Regions from separate parts of the Mus musculus genome. Here region 1 is linked to region 2. A link is a contact called in public promoter capture Hi-C data. All regions are on one chromosome and are shown on one strand. Each heading gives the region's core, a stretch centred on a gene start, on an enhancer-like site or on the middle of the called end of the contact. The rest is flanking DNA. Distances are from core to core; before and after follow the strand shown. Region 1 overlaps Znrf1 (zinc and ring finger 1). Region 2 overlaps Wdr59 (WD repeat domain 59).

Region 1 (4,464 bases), core at 1,227-3,726, 100 kb before region 2:
GCCTTCACATCACTGGAAGTCAACTAGAAGGTTCTTCCTAGGTGCTCCCTATAATCCCAGATTATAAAAACACATACTCCTCTGTTCATTTCTCAGAAAGTACTAGCTGAAGCTTGGGCCCTAGCACATAAGAAACAATGAACATTTGGATTCCTGCGTGACTTTAGCCCTGGCCCCTTCTCATCAGCACATCCTCCGCTCGGCTGCACTTACACCCTGGAGTACATGGAGGCAGACACTCAGGATATAGTTCCCAAGGCCACACTGGGTTTTGAAATGGCACCTAAAGAGAAAAACACAGGATGGAAGAGGGAGGGAGTGCCAGCCTCACAGCCTTATTGCTTTCCTGTCACCCACAGCTACATGGAAATATCCTAGTGTTTTTTGAGGTATTGACTAAAGGGTCAAAAGAAATTTCCTAGAGAGTCCCTGGGTATAGCACAAACAAAAAGAGCCTCCAATTCTAAGATCCCTAAAATAGCACATGATCTCTACCAGGGTGTGCAAGGCATAGTATTCATTGTTTCTCCTCTGGCTCAGATTACTTGACTCTGGGAGATAAGAATGAGGAAGTTGAGGGTGGGAATAAGGAGACTGGTGGAAAAGACTCCAACATGTTAGTGGGAACATGAGGATACCTCATAAATCTTTCCTGTGACAACAGAGCCAAGGTTAAGAAAGCCAAGGCCCTCCTACTGAAAGCAAGCAATCTGTAACAGAAAGTTACATCACGGACAAGCACAAGGCAGCAGACAAATTATGTCCTATGCAGTCTGTGTTCTGGACCTTTCCCTCATAAATGCCTATGAGATGAGAGAACCACAAACTGCAAACTCCTTCTTCACTTTGACATTTTGCCTTGAGGACTATTTTTATATTGGTTTTAACATTTCCTTATTTCCAGTCAGCACACCAATTTCCCAGAAGATTGGCTTCAGAAACATAAATATTGACAAATACTGCTTATTGAAATATGTGGCAAGAATTAAAAAGCACCCATCCAGACAGACAGACAGATCTCGACTCAGCACCAGTGCTCAGATGCTTTCTCTCTGTTCAAGAGAAATGAAGCCAGCATCAGGCACATCACCTCCCGACTCGAGGCTGTACGCCTTTAATCCCAGTACTTGAGGCTAAGGCAAGTTCCAGGTCAGACAGGGTTACAGAGTGAGACCCTGTCTCAGAAAAGAAGGCAAAGCGGAATAATTGGGATTCTTTGGTCCTGCTGAAAATTATCTGGGCTCTCGCAGTCCATTTGGGTTGCTATGACTAAATACTGTGGACCACCAGTAGCTTAAAGAGCAAATATTTATTTCTCACAGTTCTATTGACTTTCAAGCCAAAGATACAAGGTGCTAGCAGATGTAGTGTTTTACTCCTGGCCTGTAGGCAACAGCCTTCTTGTTGTGTCCTAACATGGTAGAGAGTGCTGGTGACTCTGTCTCGTCTAAAAGCACAACTCCATGATCAAGACTCCATTGTAACAACCTTATCTAAAGCCAAGCACCTCCCACAGACCCCACCGCTTACACCACACCAGATGACGGGATTCCAGAGAGGACTTGGAGTATAATCTTTACACCCACAGAGTACATTCTATTCTCTAGGTACCAATGAAAACATAACTGCTGGCCAAACTCAGGATGGGCATTAAATCAGTCAGTCTGTCCATTCACATTTACTCTATATTGAACAGTAGGATACACAGCAGAGAATTAAATATAATTTCTACTCTTGGTGAATCAATGGGTGTCCTTAGGGAACTGAACAGAAATGTCCACAGTGGATTAGGCTTATCTGGTGAATAGACCTTATACATAGATTCTTGGGACTCTTGGGATGGGCTCAGGATCCATCCGTTTCCAGAAGCACTACGCCAAGTTCTCATGGAACCGTATGAAGGAGGACCAACCGTGTACTACTGCACAGAGCTAACCAACTACAGGTATGTGCACCCACTGCTGGAGTTTACCCCGGCAGAGGCTGCCTTCAACTTCTCAGTTCCAGCAACTGCTGAAACCAGGGCGAGGGGTAAGTAGGACAGGGAAGTGCGCGCGCCGCAGAATGTCGGTTAAGAGCCCGCTGTCTGCAGACTGCTTCCTGCCTGCCACAGATAACAATCGCATGTGCCTGTGTACAGATCTCTACCAGACAGTGGTGTGTTTGTGAAGGGAACTGTTGCGGTTGGTCCCCGGGCAGGCTGAACCAATCCCATTAGGCTAGAGCAACCTGCAGCCTCTCATTCTTCCTGTCAACAAGAGCAGGTGGAGGGGCCCTTCTAGAGGTGCCCAGGGTGCAGCCAGCAGAGATGACCTAAGCTTACTACTCTTAATGGGCTGGCAAGGGTCCCAACAACCACTTTCAGAGCAAAAGGGACTATTTTTGGAGGTTGAAAGGGGAACGGAGTGGGGGTGGTGAGAGAAGATATAGGTATCAAACCCAGAGCCTTGTGTATAGAAAATGCTCTCCCATTGGGCTAAATCCCCAGCTTCACAATCTCCATAGCTCCTTTGGGGGGACTACAGCCACTGTGGCAGTCTAAAAAATATCTTAGAAATCTCTTCTATTATGGAAATCTTCAAACAAAAAATAGAATGAGCTTCCAAGTACTAGCCGCCTAGCCTCAACAATGACCAACTCCGGGACAGGCCCATCTCATGCTTGCCTGAGGTATACATATCTTGGTTTGCTAGGACAATCTGGTTATGGATTGCTATCCTAGTGCAATGAATAGTTCTCTCCTTTAGTCTTAGATGTGTCTAAATCTGGATGGCAAATTTTACACTGTTCACCATAGCTACTTTCCCTGCCCCAGATTATTTTGAAGTAAATCCTAGACATGAGTCCACCATAAATGTTCCATTAAACTTAGAGCATTGTGCTCTTTCTTCTAGATAGTCATGCTGTGCTGTTCTTGTCTCCCAGCAGGAAGGAAAGAATGGGCAGATTTGGTGTATGCTGGCATGTAGACTCTTGATACCCATCCTGTGGCCTGTCTGCCTGTTTCCAGCTTATGGACGAGACTGGCACACGCAGACAGAAGCCAAGTGTGTGCCCAGATCAGCATGTTCACTCTATATTTGGCCACTGTACCTACTGCCTCCATACAGGACTCAGAAACAAGTTACAAACTCAGGACAGGAGAGTGAATCTCTACAATTAACAGAAGGAACAGCGGGCATTTGAACAGTTCAAAGTAGGTCAAAACAGTAAAACCTACAAGAGAATAAAATCCCAGCCTTTCTTGCTATCACTGCAAAATTCCAGATCTAGGGTAAAGTTGGGACATCTGAAGTAACCATACAGGAAACCAGGGGGAAATGGGACACAGTGACATCTGAGTCCTTAGAAGAGGTCCCACAAAGGTCTATATGACCTAGCAACGTCACTTCTGGGTTATTTCTCAGACACAGTGGATGTTTGTCACAGCACACTGTAGGACATCCCAGAACAGCACCATGGGAGACCATGGTTGGTGCAACAGAGAACATGCACACTGAGACAGTACAAGAGTTCCCAAGCAAGCAGACACAAACAATGGACTCAATACACATACAGTGGCAGATCTAAAAACAAAGGCCAAGGAACAAGAACTCTCTCTCTCTCTCTCTCTCTCTCTCTCTCTCTCTCTCTCTCTCACACACACACACACACACACACACACACACACACACACACACAGGGGGGGGGAGAGGGAGGGAGGAAGGAAGGCAGGCAGGAAGGAAATAAAAATGCATCTATACACAACTATTTTAAGTCTTGGGGGCTGGAGAGATGACACAGTGGCTAAGATCACTGCTCTTACAGAGGATCTGGGTTTGATACCCAGCACCCGAATGGCAGCTCACAGCCATCTCTAGCTCTAGTTCCAGGGCCTCTGACACCCTCTTCTGGTGTCTGTGGGCCCTTAAGCCACCTTCACAGCTCCCTCAATTTAAAAAAATACTTTCTTTTACCCAACAAGATAGGATCTGAGGGGTAGGGTCAGGAGCACTGAAAAAAGATGCCTCACTTCTTCCTGTAAGTCACAGCAAGGTGGTCTTCTTGCAGTTCACACACGGGAATGGTGTGACTAGTGGCTTATGTGGCAATCACTGGACTTAACATAGCTTCTGCATCTCAGTGTAAAAGCAGAGGGACTCAGATGGAGCCCCTTCAGCCCTCTTCACTGCAATTCCTCCCATCACAACGAGGGCCTAGGACTGCTGCGCACTGGGCCATCTACTTCCATCTACTTCCAGTTAAAGGACTCTGTTATGTTTACATTTCTAACCTATAGAAGAGAAAAGACAATCCAAAGTTGCATCCTGTTTTAACACTTCACTGGCTACAGGAGTTCCTATGTGTTTGGTACACAGATCACTGTCTCTAGCATGCAGACACCAAAATCTAGGTCCATTTTCTCCACTCCACTGTAGCTTACTACATGCCAGACTCAGGGAAGGAAAGACACTGAACAGCACA
Region 2 (4,446 bases), core at 1,618-4,117:
GCTGTGGAATATCTAGCAGCCCACCTCTCCAAGATCCACGGCCTGGACTGGCACCCAGACAGTGAGCACATCTTTGCCACCTCCAGTCAAGATAACTCTGTCAAGGTGAGTGGTTCCCACTGGGGCCGTTGGAGGAGCTTTGTGTGACGGACGTTAGGGATGCATGGTCATGGTAGCATTTTGGAAGGAAACATGCAGTTTGCTGTATGCTCCATGTGCGTTGTGAGTGCATGTGCTCCTTGGGGGCCTGAGTGTGTCAGCCCGGCTCTGCTGACCAGCAGATGCGATGGTGTAGCGGCAGACTAATGAGCCTCTGAATCTGTTCAGATTTCTTTCCCTCTCTGAAACTCAGAGGCAGAAAGCATTTAGGAAAGAAAAGTTTACCTGAAAAGGATTTGTAAGGAAGCCAGAAGTACACACAGAGGTAAAGAGGCCCACACAAGGGTTAAAGCCACCAAGATTGTCCTTTATCTGTTCATGGTGGCAAGCCAGCAGTTCCTCATCAAATTATCATATCTGTAAAAGTTATGTCCTCACACATTAGCATTGACAGGATAGAGCTTTGCTAGTAGTCTCTAACTTAAGACCTGCTCAAAGTTTATGTTCAGGAGCCCTGCCAGTTTTGATTTATCTTAGACAGTGTTTCTTCTTTGCTTGTTTTCTGTAGCTGTGGCATCAGGCTATGCACCCTTGATCAAAGCGGTGATGGGGCAGGGTCATCTCTGCTCCACCATCCTTCTTCGGTCAAGTCTCTATCCCTGCAGGTCAGCACTTGGCCACAGAAGTTGGCTTAGCAATTTTGTGACTTCATCATCATCATCATCATATTTAATTGGATTTACATAGCAGTACTCTTTCTGGTACAGTTAGCTAAAATTGAGCCCAAGCCTTTCTATGTAAAGGACTGAACGTTCTCTCTGGAGGTTTGTAAATCCCCTGGCCTTGTGTTGGCAAGTGACTTGTTTGTCTGTTCATTTGGGTTTCTGTCCCTAACCTCCCAAACTCAGGAAACAGGAACATACTCCAATCTGCATTTGGAAAAGAGATTAGTAGCATCCTGCAATGTTTGTTGTAAAGATTGTGTAAGATTAAAAAGAAAAGTTTTAAATGTCTGTCTGATGGCCGTGAGTTGTCGCCTAGTGTTAAATTGCTTTTAGATGTAATGTAGGATCAAACCCGTTATTTTACCTTTTAGCTACAGTGGTTATTTGAGAGGCAGTTGCTCTGCCCTGTGTGTCCTGTTGAGGTCTAGAAATCCTCATGCGATGTTGACTAGTGTAAATGGAAGGGCTCTCTGCGTGTCTGACAGTACCGTGGTTATAGGGGAGGAACTGAAAACACACTATTGAAGTATTTCTTCGGCCATCACTGGAAAGAGAGGCTCATTGGACATACAAACTTTATATGCCCCAGTACAGGGGAACGCCAGGGCCAAAAAAAATGGGAATGGGTGGGTAGGGAAGTGGGGGGGAGGGTATGGGGGACTTTTGGGATAGCATTGGCAAATGTAAATGAGGAAAATACCTAATTAAAAGAAAAAAACCCGGCATTTATCATTTCTCAAACGTTCTTTCTTGTAGTTCTGGGATTACCGCCAGCCTCGGAAATACCTCAATATCCTCCCTTGCCAGGTGCCTGTCTGGAAAGCCAGATACACGGTGAGTGAGCTGTTAAACCTCTTGTCTGGAGTGTGCGTTTTTCTGCTTTCTTTGTGAGGCAGTTTCTCCTTCTGTCTTGGTTTACAGTAGTGGCCTTAGGTGCTTAGCCTCCGGGGTGCTCAATAGGTGCTCCACAGAGAAGCAGGCGTGTGGAGGTTCTTAGTCACGGAAGTAGCTCAGCAGGGTAGGATGGAGAGAGGGGCCAGAGTCGGACACTGCTGAGCTATAGGAGAAAGAACTCTGGTGTAGACTCAGAGGACCTGGTTTGGGGCCAGCTTAATGTTTTTGTAGCCTTGGAAAACATACTTCTTTTTTTTTTGTTTGTTTTTTGTTTTTTGTTTTTTTTTTTTTCTTTTTTCGAGACAGGGTTTCTCTGTATAGCCCCAGCTGTCCTGGAACTCATTTTGTAGACCAGGCTGGCCTCAAACTCAGAAATCAGCCTGCCTCTGCCTCCCAAGTGCTGGGATTAAAGGAATGTGCCACCACCACCCAACATACTTCATCTTAAGTAGTAGTTTTTTTTCAGTTGCAAAGTTGAAGGACACTTTTCACTCTGCCCTTTATATTTTTTAAAAGGATTTTGTGTTTATTTATCTCTGTGTGTGTACCATGCATGTCAGTGTCCATAGGCTAGAAGAGAGTGTTGGAGCCCCTGGAGCTGAGTTACCTGCAGTTACAAATCTGCCAACATGGGTGCTGGGAGTGGAACTTGGGTTGTCTGGAAGGGCAACAATTATTCTTAACTGCTGAGCCATCATCCCAGCTCAAAGATTTTATTGTTATTTTTTTCATATGTGTGTACATACCATGGGAGTGCAGGTACTCACAGAGGTTAGAAGAGGGCGTCATATCCCTTGGAGCTGGAGGAGGTTGTGGGTTGCCTGCAGTGGATGCTGGGAATGGAACTTGGGTTCTCTGGAAGAGCAGCATCTTAATTGCTGCTGTCTGTTCTGGCCTCCAACCTTCCTTTTACTATTGTGATAATATTTGCCATTCTAAAGTGGACAGTTTCATGGCATTTGGAATATCAATCTGCCTTCCATTGGTAATAATGTATATGAATGTCCTTTGTAAATCACAGAATGGTACAAATAGCCGGTTATCCGCCTCCAGCCATGTTTCCATGGCACGTTGATGGCTGTGAGTCAGAGATAAGTGTATCTCCTGTAATGTCACTTTGAAAGCAATCCCCGGGATGAACAAAGCAGCAGTTATGCATTAGGCTGTCACCCAGGGACATTGGGAAGCAAAGAAGATAATTGGACATTATGTTGTTTTGCATCTGGGATCACTTGCCAAGAAATGAGACGCAGTTCTTAGGAGCTGACATCTCTGCATTCATGTTTGCTTTAAAAAATAAACAGGAAGGTTGGGGAGTGTTATGGGGAGGGGACGGAAAGATAAATAGATGTGCTCTTGTGTAACTATGTGTTTTTCCTTCAATAACAGTCGGGTTGTAAACCAAACGGGTCCTCATTTCCCCTGCAGTCTGGGTTTTACTAAGTCAAACAGCAGTCCTGGGGTAACTAAGTTCTGCTTTGATTCCGTGCTGCTCGGAGGCAGTGAGAGGGTGATGTTTCATGTGGATGGTGTTCTGCTGGCCCGTCTGCCTGCAGATTTTCCCAGCCAGCTTTGCATACTCACGGAGAGTAGCTAGGACATGGACCAGAAAGAACCATTTGCTTACGGTAGAATTTCCAGAGTTATCCAAGCATTTGGCTTAGCCTCATATTTCATTTGCTGTGTTCCATAGAGGCTGTGTGTAATAGACATCATATGATATTTGACAAAATTTTCCCCAGATGAGTTTGAGCTTTCCATAATTTTTTTTTAAAGATAGGTTCTAAGCTGGGCAGTGGTGCCACACATTTAATCCTGGCACTCAGAAGGCAGAGGCAGGTGGATCTCTGAGTTCGAGGCCAGCCTGCTCTACAGAGTGAGTTTGAGGACAGCCAGGGCTACACAGAAAGACCCTGTCTCGTAAACTTAAAACAAAACAAAAAAAGGATAGGTTCTTCCTGTGTAGCCATGGCTATCCTGGCCTGTAATTTGAGATGTCGACCAGGCTAGCCTCAAAGGTGTGGCAATTCTCTTGCCTCTGCTTTCTCAGTGCTGGCATTACAGGCCCGAGCCACCATGCCTGGTGTCTATCATGTAGCTTGATTTAGTTAGGAACAGTTCCAGCTTTGGTTTGGTTTCGGCTGATTCCACATGGAGTAAGCCCAGCTTCCCCTTCCTGGCTGCAGCCTTTCAGCAACGGGCTAGTGACCGTGATGGTTCCCCAGCTGCGGAGGGAGAACAGCCTGCTCCTGTGGAACGCGTCTGACTTGAACGCTCCAGTTCACACCTTTGTGGGTCATGATGACGTGGTGCTGGAGTTCCAGTGGAGGAGGCAGAAGGAAGGTGAGTGAGTAGGGAGGGCTGTGCTCTGATTTTCTCCTGAGCTCTGCTGGACATCTCTGCCAGTCATGTTGTCATAGTGAACTAGCAGACCAGGGCTGGCTCTAGGGACTGGAATGGAAGGCAGGCAGGGAGGGAGGGCTGTGTTGAATTAGAGATGAATAAACAGAGTGTGCAACATTTTCCCTCTCCCTAGTTCTGTTCTCCAACTTCCATTGTGTCTCTCTTGCTTGGAAGAGATCCGCTCCAGGAAGAGGTTGAAGAGGTGGTTTTTATTTTGGTTTGTTTTTTTAATCATTTCAAGGGCCAAAGACTTTAGAATCTTCCAGAGCCAAGCCATAACAATAGCAATTTTTAAAAAAAGATTTATTTATTAATTTATTTTATG

What was found. Capture Hi-C pulls out chosen DNA fragments and counts their contacts.
Region 1: a promoter capture Hi-C map of pancreatic islet shows a contact between it and region 2. The contact joins two enhancer-like sites. A contact is called at or near these places in 3 of 15 datasets of contacts at CTCF or cohesin (CD8 T cells, the NIH/3T3 cell line and large pre-B cells), 2 of 115 datasets of contacts at active chromatin or transcription factors (double positive thymocytes and embryonic stem cells) and 3 of 9 other capture datasets (adipose tissue, liver and pancreatic islet).

Annotation. Positions count from the first base shown.
Region 1 is chr8:111,593,648-111,598,111 of GRCm38.p6, reverse strand. All of the region lies in intron 1 of Znrf1 (zinc and ring finger 1), which reads right to left. Among named protein-coding and RNA genes, the nearest start is that of Ldhd, 34 kb to the left of the region's middle. Within about 2 kb of position 2,476, at least 177 of the 459 cell types and tissues checked have an H3K27ac peak or open chromatin away from gene starts, as enhancers often do. A contact at or near this core is called in pancreatic islet, where this site is marked.
Region 2 is chr8:111,489,907-111,494,352 of GRCm38.p6, reverse strand. It overlaps Wdr59 (WD repeat domain 59), which reads left to right. Exons shown (of 26, transcript NM_001170742.1): 8 at 1-105; 9 at 1,581-1,658; 10 at 3,905-4,061. Among named protein-coding and RNA genes, the nearest start is that of Wdr59, 30 kb to the left of the region's middle. Within about 2 kb of position 2,867, at least 22 of the 459 cell types and tissues checked have an H3K27ac peak or open chromatin away from gene starts, as enhancers often do. A contact at or near this core is called in pancreatic islet, where this site is marked.